Regions from separate parts of the Sus scrofa genome. Here region 1 is linked to region 2. Evidence: chromatin contacts called from public Hi-C data. All regions are on one chromosome and are shown on one strand. The core of a region is the stretch at or near the end of the contact, and the rest is flanking DNA. Distances in the headings are between cores, read along the strand shown. Region 1 overlaps LOC106505208. Region 2 has its middle 130 kb from the start of PFKFB3.

Region 1 (4,434 bases), core at 36-2,535, 620 kb after region 2:
GGGGGTCCCTGTGAGGGGACAGAGGCCACGGCCATGTGGCCAGGAGCGGGGAGTGAGCCTCACACTGACCCAGGGCGCCGCTGCTTCACACGCGCTCGCTGGGCTAATCCCGCGGCGCGGAGTTTAGAAACGAGGAAACAAAGCCTCTGCTCCCAAAGCCGCCGGATCGGAGGCGAGCCCAGCTCCCCGCCACGGCCACCCTGGCCTCTCGGAAGCACAGGCTGGGAGGAGGCTTTTCAAGAGGCAGGGGAGGCCTGTGCCAGGGCAGGTGTGGAGAAGGGACACCATCCCGCCAGTCTGGCACGGGGGTGCGGGCCAGGCCTGGCACCAGGAGGAAGTGTGCGGCAGTGGGCGGTGGGTCTGGTCTCACCTGAGGGTCTCTTCACCCTTGTCATGGTCACAGGACGGTGACGACATCTGAGGAAGAGCGGGCACTGGCGAGCTCATGGTGGGGTGGGCACGCTGATCCGTGTCAGTCATTGACACGCTGGCCTCTGGTGAGAGGCACAGGGGCATGACAGGCAAGAGCCTAACCGGCCACTGCGGCCTTGGGCGAGCCTGTCCCCTGCCTCCACCTCCTCCTGTGACGCGCATGGCAGCAGGTCTGGCCTCGCAGGGCCGTGAGGGGCCTGAGGGGTGCGCTGTGCCGGTGCCTGGAACATTCTAAGTGCTGGGCACTGCTGTCCCGGCAGCGTCAGAGCCCCGGACTCTCTCCCAGGCAGGTGACGTCCTCACAACCTCTGAGCACCCCTGTCTTCTCCAAAGTCCTCGTCGGTCCCTTACGCCGAGCTGGAGGCTGGTTCAGAGTAGCCTTCCCTGGCGGCCTCAGCCAGGCCGTCCGCTCAGGGGGACAATGAATGTGACGCGCCCAGCAAGAGCGGTGGCCAGAGGTCCCTGGGGCTCCAGTCCTACCCCCTCCCAGACTCTTCTGCACAGGAAACCCTTAGCCCGGCAGGTCCAGGCAGGTGAATGAGCACATGAACTCCCCATCCCCCCACCCGGGAGAACCAAGCACGCAGACTTAAACACCTGCGCCCACTGGCCCCAAGCCCTCCCCTCCTGGTCTCTGCCAAGTACAGACCCACGTGGCAGCGTCTCAGACGGAGCTTGAGATCCTGACCAGGAGGGGCCAGGTCCTGTCGGCGCAGTTGACCCCCTGCCTTTTAAACGAGCCACTTGCCCGGCACCGGTTCCCTCTTCCCACGTCTCACTTGTGTCGGAGGCCTGGCCTCCCGCTCCGTCCTTGTTGAAACAAGGTTTGTTAGGCGCCGCGTGACTCAGAGGTCCCGTCATCCGTCATCCCCTTGAACTTGGCAACGCCTTTATCTCTCTGAACTTTGGGCTCTTCACACAGCTAAGCAGGCGGGCGCAGCCGAAGTGACCAGTTTGTATTTTGTGGGCGGAAAAGCCTGTGAACCCACCCGGCAGGGAGGCCAGCGCCACCCTCCCTGGCATCAGGGCTGCGAAGGGGCCAAGCCTTCGCCTTCCTGTTCCTCCCCAGGCCCGGCTCACCCAGCCTAAGTTGTGCTGACTCTGGTTCAGAGGCCGGCAAAGTGCAAAGGTGGCCGTGACAGGGAGGGGGAGAGGGCTAACAGGGCCCCTCTAGCCTGGGGCCCTCGAGGCACTGTGCACGCTCTGAGCATGCGGCCAGGTGAGCCCCGCCCTGGGGAGGCCCCCAGGCAGCCTTGCCCTTACCAAGTCCACGGCCCAGGGCGGGAGAAAAAGGACACAGATGCAGCCACATTCAGCTTGGTGGTCACTCCCCATTCCTGCCCCCGCCCCCACCCAGAATCTCATGTTCAGGCCGCTTTGCTCCAGCGGAAGGGTTTCCTGACCCCGGTGGGAGCAGGTGTGCCCACCTCCTCGGGGGTGCGGGCAGGAGGGCACTTATCCTCCACTCCCCCATCCCACAGGCCTGGCGGGACCTTGGCCCTGACCACGCCTCAGCTGGATTTCCTTGTCCTCTGCTTCCCAAACCCCAGACACAGCAAGCAGGCAACACATTGCGGGAATAAAGATCGCACGTAGCGAAATAAATTCATCAGTAACTTTGGCTCCTTCACCCACCTGAAGGAGACCCGAACCCTGTGCACAGAGCACATGAGATGACTGCAAGAATTCTCCCCTCCAGCCCGGCCACCCGAGCTGCACCGCCCATGAGAACCAGGGGCTGTGGCTCGGGAGTGCAGGGTCCCCACCAACAAGGACCTGGGCCTTCGTCCCGGAGGCACCTGGCCCGGGGCCCAGGCAGTGATTGGTCAGAGTGTCCACGCTGGACCGTGCACGTTCCTGACCACACGTAGGCCACCCACAGACACGAACACACGTTTGTGTAAATGCGTGACGTGGGAGCCACGTCCTTCTTGGTAAATAGAACTTTATCTGGAGTGATGGGCTCGGGGCACAGCCCTCCACCTGCAGAGCCCCCACCCTGTGGTCCAGAGAGGTTGAGCGGCTTGTCCAGATCACACAGCTGGCAACCCGAGATGCCCCACGGCCCCTCCCAGGCCAGATGGAGGCAAGAGCCCCAAGGCCCCTTGTTCTGACTGAGAGCAGAGGTGTTGGGGGGGGGCTGTCCCTTAGTGACAACGGGGCACACAGAAGCAATACCAGCCCAGGCCAAAGGGGAGCGGGTGGCAGATGCCCGTTTCCTCTCTAGATGTTCACTCACCCCACCACTTTCTGTCTTTGGAGAAGATTTGCCTTTTAGAAAAATTTTAAATTATGGTTAACTTACAATGCTGTGCCAATTTCTGCTGTACAGCAGTGACCCATTCATGTGTGTGTGTGTCTGTATGTGTGTGTGTGTATACGTGTGTATGTGTCTGTGTGTATGTGTGCATGTGTGTACGTGAGTCTGTGTGTATATGTGTCTGTGCATATGTGTGTTGTCTGTGTGTATGTGTGTGTGTTTATATGTGTCTGTATGTAAATGTGTGTGTATGTGTTTATGTGTCTGTGTATATGTGTGTGTGTGTGTGTGTGGTGTCTGTGCGTGTCTGTGTGTATATGTGTGGTGTGTGTGTGTGTGTGTGTGTATGTGTGTCTGTGTGTGTCTGTGTGTATTCCCTTTCTTGTGTTCTCTTCCGTCATGTTCGATCCCGAGAGACTGGATGGAGCTCCCTGTGCTGTACAGCAGGACCTCGCAGCCCATCCACCCTAAAAGGGATAGTTTGCATCTAACTGACCCCGACTCCCCATCCACCCCCCCCCCTTTTGGACAAGCTTTGTGATCACGGTAACACATTAAAGGATCGGGTCGCCATCGTTTAAAGATGAATAAAGAAGCTTGGAGTTCCCGCCGTGGCGCAGTGGAAAGGAATCCAACTAGGAGCCATGAGGATGTGGGTTCCATCCCTGGCCTCGCTCAGTGGGTTAAGGATCTGGAATTGCCGTGAGCTGTGGTGTAGGTCGCAGATGTGGCTTGGATCTGGCGTTGCCGTGGCTGTGGTGTAGGCTGGCAGCTGTAGCTCCAATTGGACCCCTAGCCTGGGAACCTCCATATGCCGTAGCTGCAGCCCTAAAACAATAAAATAAAATAAAAAAAGAAGCTCATTTGAGTTGCAGAGAGACCTACAACAGCTTCTCTAGAACGAGCGTGGAAGCTCGGCTCCACCTTGCCCTCCTTCTGGGCCTTTCCCGTCACAACCTGCCCACTTGTCCTTGGATGGAAGGGAAGCAGGACTAGAGAGATGAGTGTCGGGTACCCACGAGCTCGTGAGCAGTTCTACCGTCCCTGGCAACATAATTCTGTGATCCAGTTAAAATACTTGCTTCCATCAAGCTTTTGACCTGGTGGCCCCACTTTGGAAATGTCAGGCCTTGAGGTTGGCGGAGAAAGGACTTGGGGAAGGCGGGCTTCCAAGGGCATGATGCTCGTTATTTCATTCAAGTAACCAACCGGCGGACTGGCAGCAACCCAGTGTCGACTGGGTGCCTCCTGTCTGCACAGACATCTGTTAAGCAAAGTGCACAATCACACCTGGGCAGGTGACCAAGGCCAGTTGTGGAAGATGCTGCCGTTCCACCTTGATCTCTGGGAATGGGGGGAGGACACACACGGCACTAAAGAGAGGTCCCCCTGGAGGAAGCCCTCAGAGCCAGTGCTGCCCCAGCATCACCTGCCCCAGCATCACCTGCCCCAGCATCACCTGCCTCAGCATCACCTTCTTGGAGGTGGATCCCTTCCCCGACCCCCAGGTCAGATCTTCAGACGGATGGGCTCTGGCGGACGTCTTGACAGCAACCGCATGAGAAATACAAATGCTAAGCTAGTCCTGAAGCTGTGACTGCAGAAACTCTGGGAGAAGATAAAAGTTTATTTTTGTTTCAAGTTGTTAAATGTCAGGGCCGTTTGTTACGTGGCAATAGAGGCAGTACACGGCCTGCAGGGCTCTGCAGGTCTGCCCTTGCACCTCCATCATTTCTAGAAGC
Region 2 (4,408 bases), core at 708-3,207:
GCTATTTCCTGCCCCAACAGCCCATCTTTCAATTTACTGGCCTGTCATGCAGCGAGCAGGACAAGCTGGGACCCAGTAACGATATGAGTTCCAAAGGGATTCATGTGTTATCTTGTCATCAGAGAAGAGAGGCATCCAGTCCACAGTAATGTAACCCATTAGAAGTGCATGTCTCAGAGAGCTCCTGTTGCGGCTCAGTGGTAACGAAGCCAACTAGTATCCATGAGGATGCAGATTCAATCCCTGGCCTCGCTCAGTGGGTTAAGGATCCGGCGTTGCCGTGAGCTGTGGTGTAGGTCAAAGACAAGGCTTGGATCCCACGTTGCTGTGGCTCTGGTGTAGCCAGTGGCTACAGCTCCGATTTGACCCCTAGCCTGGGAACCTCCATCTGCCGCGGGAGCAGCCCTAGAAAAGGCAAAAAAAAAAAAAAAAAAAAAAAAAGTGAGTATTGCGTATAGGAGGATTTCTTCTCATTTCTTGAAAGCTAAAAACGAAGGTATTTTAGCTTAACTAACAGTCAGGCGTGGGAGGCAGAGGCCCTGGAGGTGGCCCATTATGGGTACCTTAAGCTATAGGCAACATCCCTTTCGTTAATAACTTGTAGCCAAAGCAATAAAACACAGAATTTAAAGTAAAAAGAAATCCTGCCATTTGCAACCACATGGATGAAACTGCGGTACCTTATGCCAACTGAAATCAGCCAAAGACAAATGCTGCGTGGTCTCATTTATACGTGGAAGTTAAACAACAACAACAAAAAGCCAAACTCATGGAAATAGAAAGTAGACGGGTGGTAACGGGGGCCTATGGAGTTGGGGAGATAGATGTTGGTTAAAGATACAAGGCTCAGTCATAAGAGGAAGGAGCCCCGAGGACCTAATGTACCTCAAGGCAACTAGAGTTAACGACACTATCATGTACTTGACATCTGCCAGGAGTCCACCTTGACCATTCTCACCACGGAACCAAAAAAGGCCACAAGGTGACGTGGTGAAGGTATTATTCATCCGCCTGAATGTGCTGATCATTTCGCAAAGTATAAGCATGTCCATTCATCATACTGCACTCTAAATACGTAGAACACAGGAGTTCCGGTTGTGGCTCAGTAGAAACCAACTTGACTAGTAGCCAGGAGGGTTTGGGTTCAATCCCCGGCCCCTCTCAGTGGATTTAGGATCTGGCGTTGCCATGAGCTGTGGTGTAGGTCACAGACGTGGCTCAGATCCTGTGTTGCTGCGGCTGTGGTGTAGGCTGGTAGCTGCAGCTCCGATTCAACCCCAGCCTGGGAACTTCCATATGCTACACCTGTAGCCCTTAAAAAAAAAAAAAAAAAAAAAAAAGCATACATGTGTAGAATTGTATTTGTCAATTACACCTTCATAAAGCATAAAAAGAAATAAAAATACAATGATATGCTTTACATAAAATAAAGGGTTGTTACCACAGAGGGGGAAAAAAATAAAGAATTCAGTCTGGCAGAGGGAAGGAAGGTGTTAAGAGGAAGCCACACTGGAACTGGGCGTGGAGAGATGGTAGGATTTCTCCAAAGAAGGTCACTTTAGGTAAAAGAGGCAGCAAAGACGGCACAGCAGGAAGGTAACCCATCAGGCATGGCTAGTGTGTGATGTGGACCCAGTGGAAAGTTCTGGAAGCCTTTGTTCCCCCCCCACCCTGTCTGCCTATTCTACCCACCTGCAAAGCCCAGACATGCTGCCAGGGTCCAACACAAGGTCTAGGTCATCTTTACAAGCCCGACATTGCCAGGCACAAGGCCGCCCTTGCAGACGGACCTTGGTAAGTCAATGCCCGTGGACCCTGGTGTCACTTAGGTGACAGTAAATATCACGGGCCTTTGTCAAACAGCTGGAAATCGTTCCCGCCCCCATAGCTGGTTAATGGTTAGTCTCTAATCACTGCCTCTGACCGTCTGGCTGGAGGCTCTGCATGACTCAGGACTCTGCTGACATTCCAGGAGGTCACAGGCGGGACACTCCCCCTGAACGTGACCCCCCGCACACAGACTGCGAGCACAGGCAGGCCAGAGGGGGAAGCTCCTCGGCCCTTGGGTGCTGACACAGCAGCCAGATTTCCCCAGAAGAAAGGAAGAAAAGAACCAAAGCACCTGCTGTGTATTCCGAGGAATTCCTAGCGTGATGGAAAAGCAAAAATCCAGTCTGCTCAGCCCACATTTACAGAAGCCGATGCCACTTTCCAGGGCCGATAAAAACCCTGGACGGCTGCACAGGATGAACATTTGGAACCTTCCAAATTTCTACAAATATGCAAATGCCTGTTAGATATTTGACCGTTAACATTCCTAAGATGATATTATGATGTTAAGCAAAAATTGCCGTTTTAAAAGGAAGGAATTTAAGAAGTCCCATTGTGGCGCAGTCAGAACGAATCCAACTAGGAACCATGAGGTTGCAGGTTCGATCCCTGGCCTCGAGAATCCAACTAGGAACCATGAGGTTGCAGGTTCGATCCCTGGCCTCGATCGGTGGGTTAAGGATCCAGGGTTGCTGTGAGCTGTGGTGTAGGTCGAAGAAAGGCTCAGATCTGGTGTTGCTGTGGCTGTGGCTGGGCTGGTGGCTACAGCTCTGATTGGTCCCCTAGCCTGGGAACCTCCATATGCCACAGGGGCAGCCCTAAAAAGACAAAAAGACAAAAAAAAAAAAGGGAATTTAAGATTTTTAAACATTGCATATATTTGAGTACAAGATTTAAATGTGCTTAAATATAGGCTGTACAATGCTATGTCTTCATTTGAAGGATAAAAGCATTTCAGAATAAAACTAAAAATAGGTTATGGGCTATTGTGTTACAATCTTACAGAAATCCGTGATCGACTGACAAATAATAATGATCACAACGGATGTTTATTAGGCAATTACTGTATAACAGAGAAAGCACTAGGAGCTCCATGCATTTCTTCATATAATTCTCTCCAGAGCTGTCCTGTTATTATCCCATTGTACAGTTTAAACACAGAGGCCTGTGTTAGGTCAGCCAGTGAAGGGGTGACAGAGTCAGGCCCCACGCTCTAGTCTGTCTGAGTCTAGATCTTTTATTTTAACCACAACCCGACCCCTTAAAACGGCTCCTACACACCTACCTACTCACTGCAGAAACATTTCTTGGGTATCTTCGTGCAAACCTGCCAAGTAATAGGGAAGCAAAGTGTGTACCAACACAGCCTGTCCTCAGCAAATCTTTGGTCAAGTGGTTGGTATCTTTTTTTTAGCTTTTTCTTATTGTTGCTGTTGTTGTTTTGTCTTTTGTCTTTTTAGGGCCACACCTGCGGCATATGGAGGTTCCCAGGCTAGGGGTCCAATAGGAGCTGTAGCCGCCAGCCTACACCACAGCCACAGCAACACCAGATCTGAGCCTTTCTTCGACCTACACCACAGCTCACAGCAAGGCCAGATCCTTAAACCCACTGAGCGAGGCCAGGGATCGAACCCGCATCCTCGTGAATACTAGTCGGGTTCGTTAACCACTGAGCCACAACAGAAACTCCCTTTTTTAGCTTTAAAATTACTATGCAGGAGTTCCTATTGTGGTTCAGTGGATTAAGAACCTGACCATAGTGTCCCTGAGGATGAGGGTTCAATCCCTGGCCTCACTCCATACGTTAAGGACCCAGTGTTGCTGTGAGCTGTGGCACAGGTCACAGATGCAGCTCAGATCTGGCATTGCTGGGGCTGTGGTGCAGGCCGGCAGCCGAAGCTCTGATTAGACCCCTAGCCTGGGAACTTCCACATGCCGTGGGTGTGGACATAAAAAGAAAAAAAATATCCCTATGCAGATAGCAGCTGTATTCATAATAGCCAAAAACAAGAAGCACCACTAATGTCCTTTGGCGCATAAACCAACTGTCAAACTGTGGCACCAGCTCAAGGTAGAATTCCACTCCTCAGCAGAAAGGAATGCACTCTTACTACATGTAATGCAGTACTAGTATTACTACTGGTGCTCGTTACACATACTAGTACTTGTAATACAATACTAGTGATACATCAACATACATAAATCAACAACTCCATGGACCTCAAAGGAATTATGCCGAGTGGAAAAAGTCCACCAGAAGGTAACACACTGTGAGAGCCCATTGATGGAGCAGGCTTGAAATAACCTTGCAGAGATGGAGAGGGGTTAGTGGTGGCCGAGGGTTAGGGATGGGTTGGGGAGGGGGGATGAGGCCATGGAGGGCAGCACAGCTTGCGGGAGCCTGGCAGTGCCCGAATCAGTCTGTATATTGATTTGAGTGGGAGTTACAAGAGTTCTCACATGTGGCAACACTGTATAGAACTATTCACACAGACACTCAAATGCATATAAAACAGGGGAAGTGCCCATGATTCTCTGTGAACCAGTGACAGTGTGCAGGTGGCAACATTGTATTAAC

Evidence for each region. Hi-C and Micro-C count contacts between places; a contact is called where the count stands out from the background.
Region 1: a contact with region 2 is called in a Hi-C map of liver, with 7 times the contacts expected there. The contact joins two enhancer-like sites. A contact is called at or near these places in 2 of 5 promoter capture datasets (fetal liver and fetal skeletal muscle) and 3 of 47 Hi-C or Micro-C datasets (blood and liver).

The regions. Positions count from the first base shown.
Region 1 is chr10:65,347,551-65,351,984 of Sscrofa11.1, forward strand. All of the region lies in intron 3 of LOC106505208, which reads right to left. Among named protein-coding and RNA genes, the nearest start is that of CALML5, 56 kb to the right of the region's middle. Within about 2 kb of position 1,286, at least 17 of the 83 cell types and tissues checked have an H3K27ac peak or open chromatin away from gene starts, as enhancers often do. A contact at or near this core is called in fetal liver and liver, where this site is marked.
Region 2 is chr10:64,730,839-64,735,246 of Sscrofa11.1, forward strand. No RefSeq gene overlaps it. Among named protein-coding and RNA genes, the nearest start is that of PFKFB3, 130 kb to the right of the region's middle. Within about 2 kb of position 1,958, at least 23 of the 83 cell types and tissues checked have an H3K27ac peak or open chromatin away from gene starts, as enhancers often do. A contact at or near this core is called in fetal liver and liver, where this site is marked.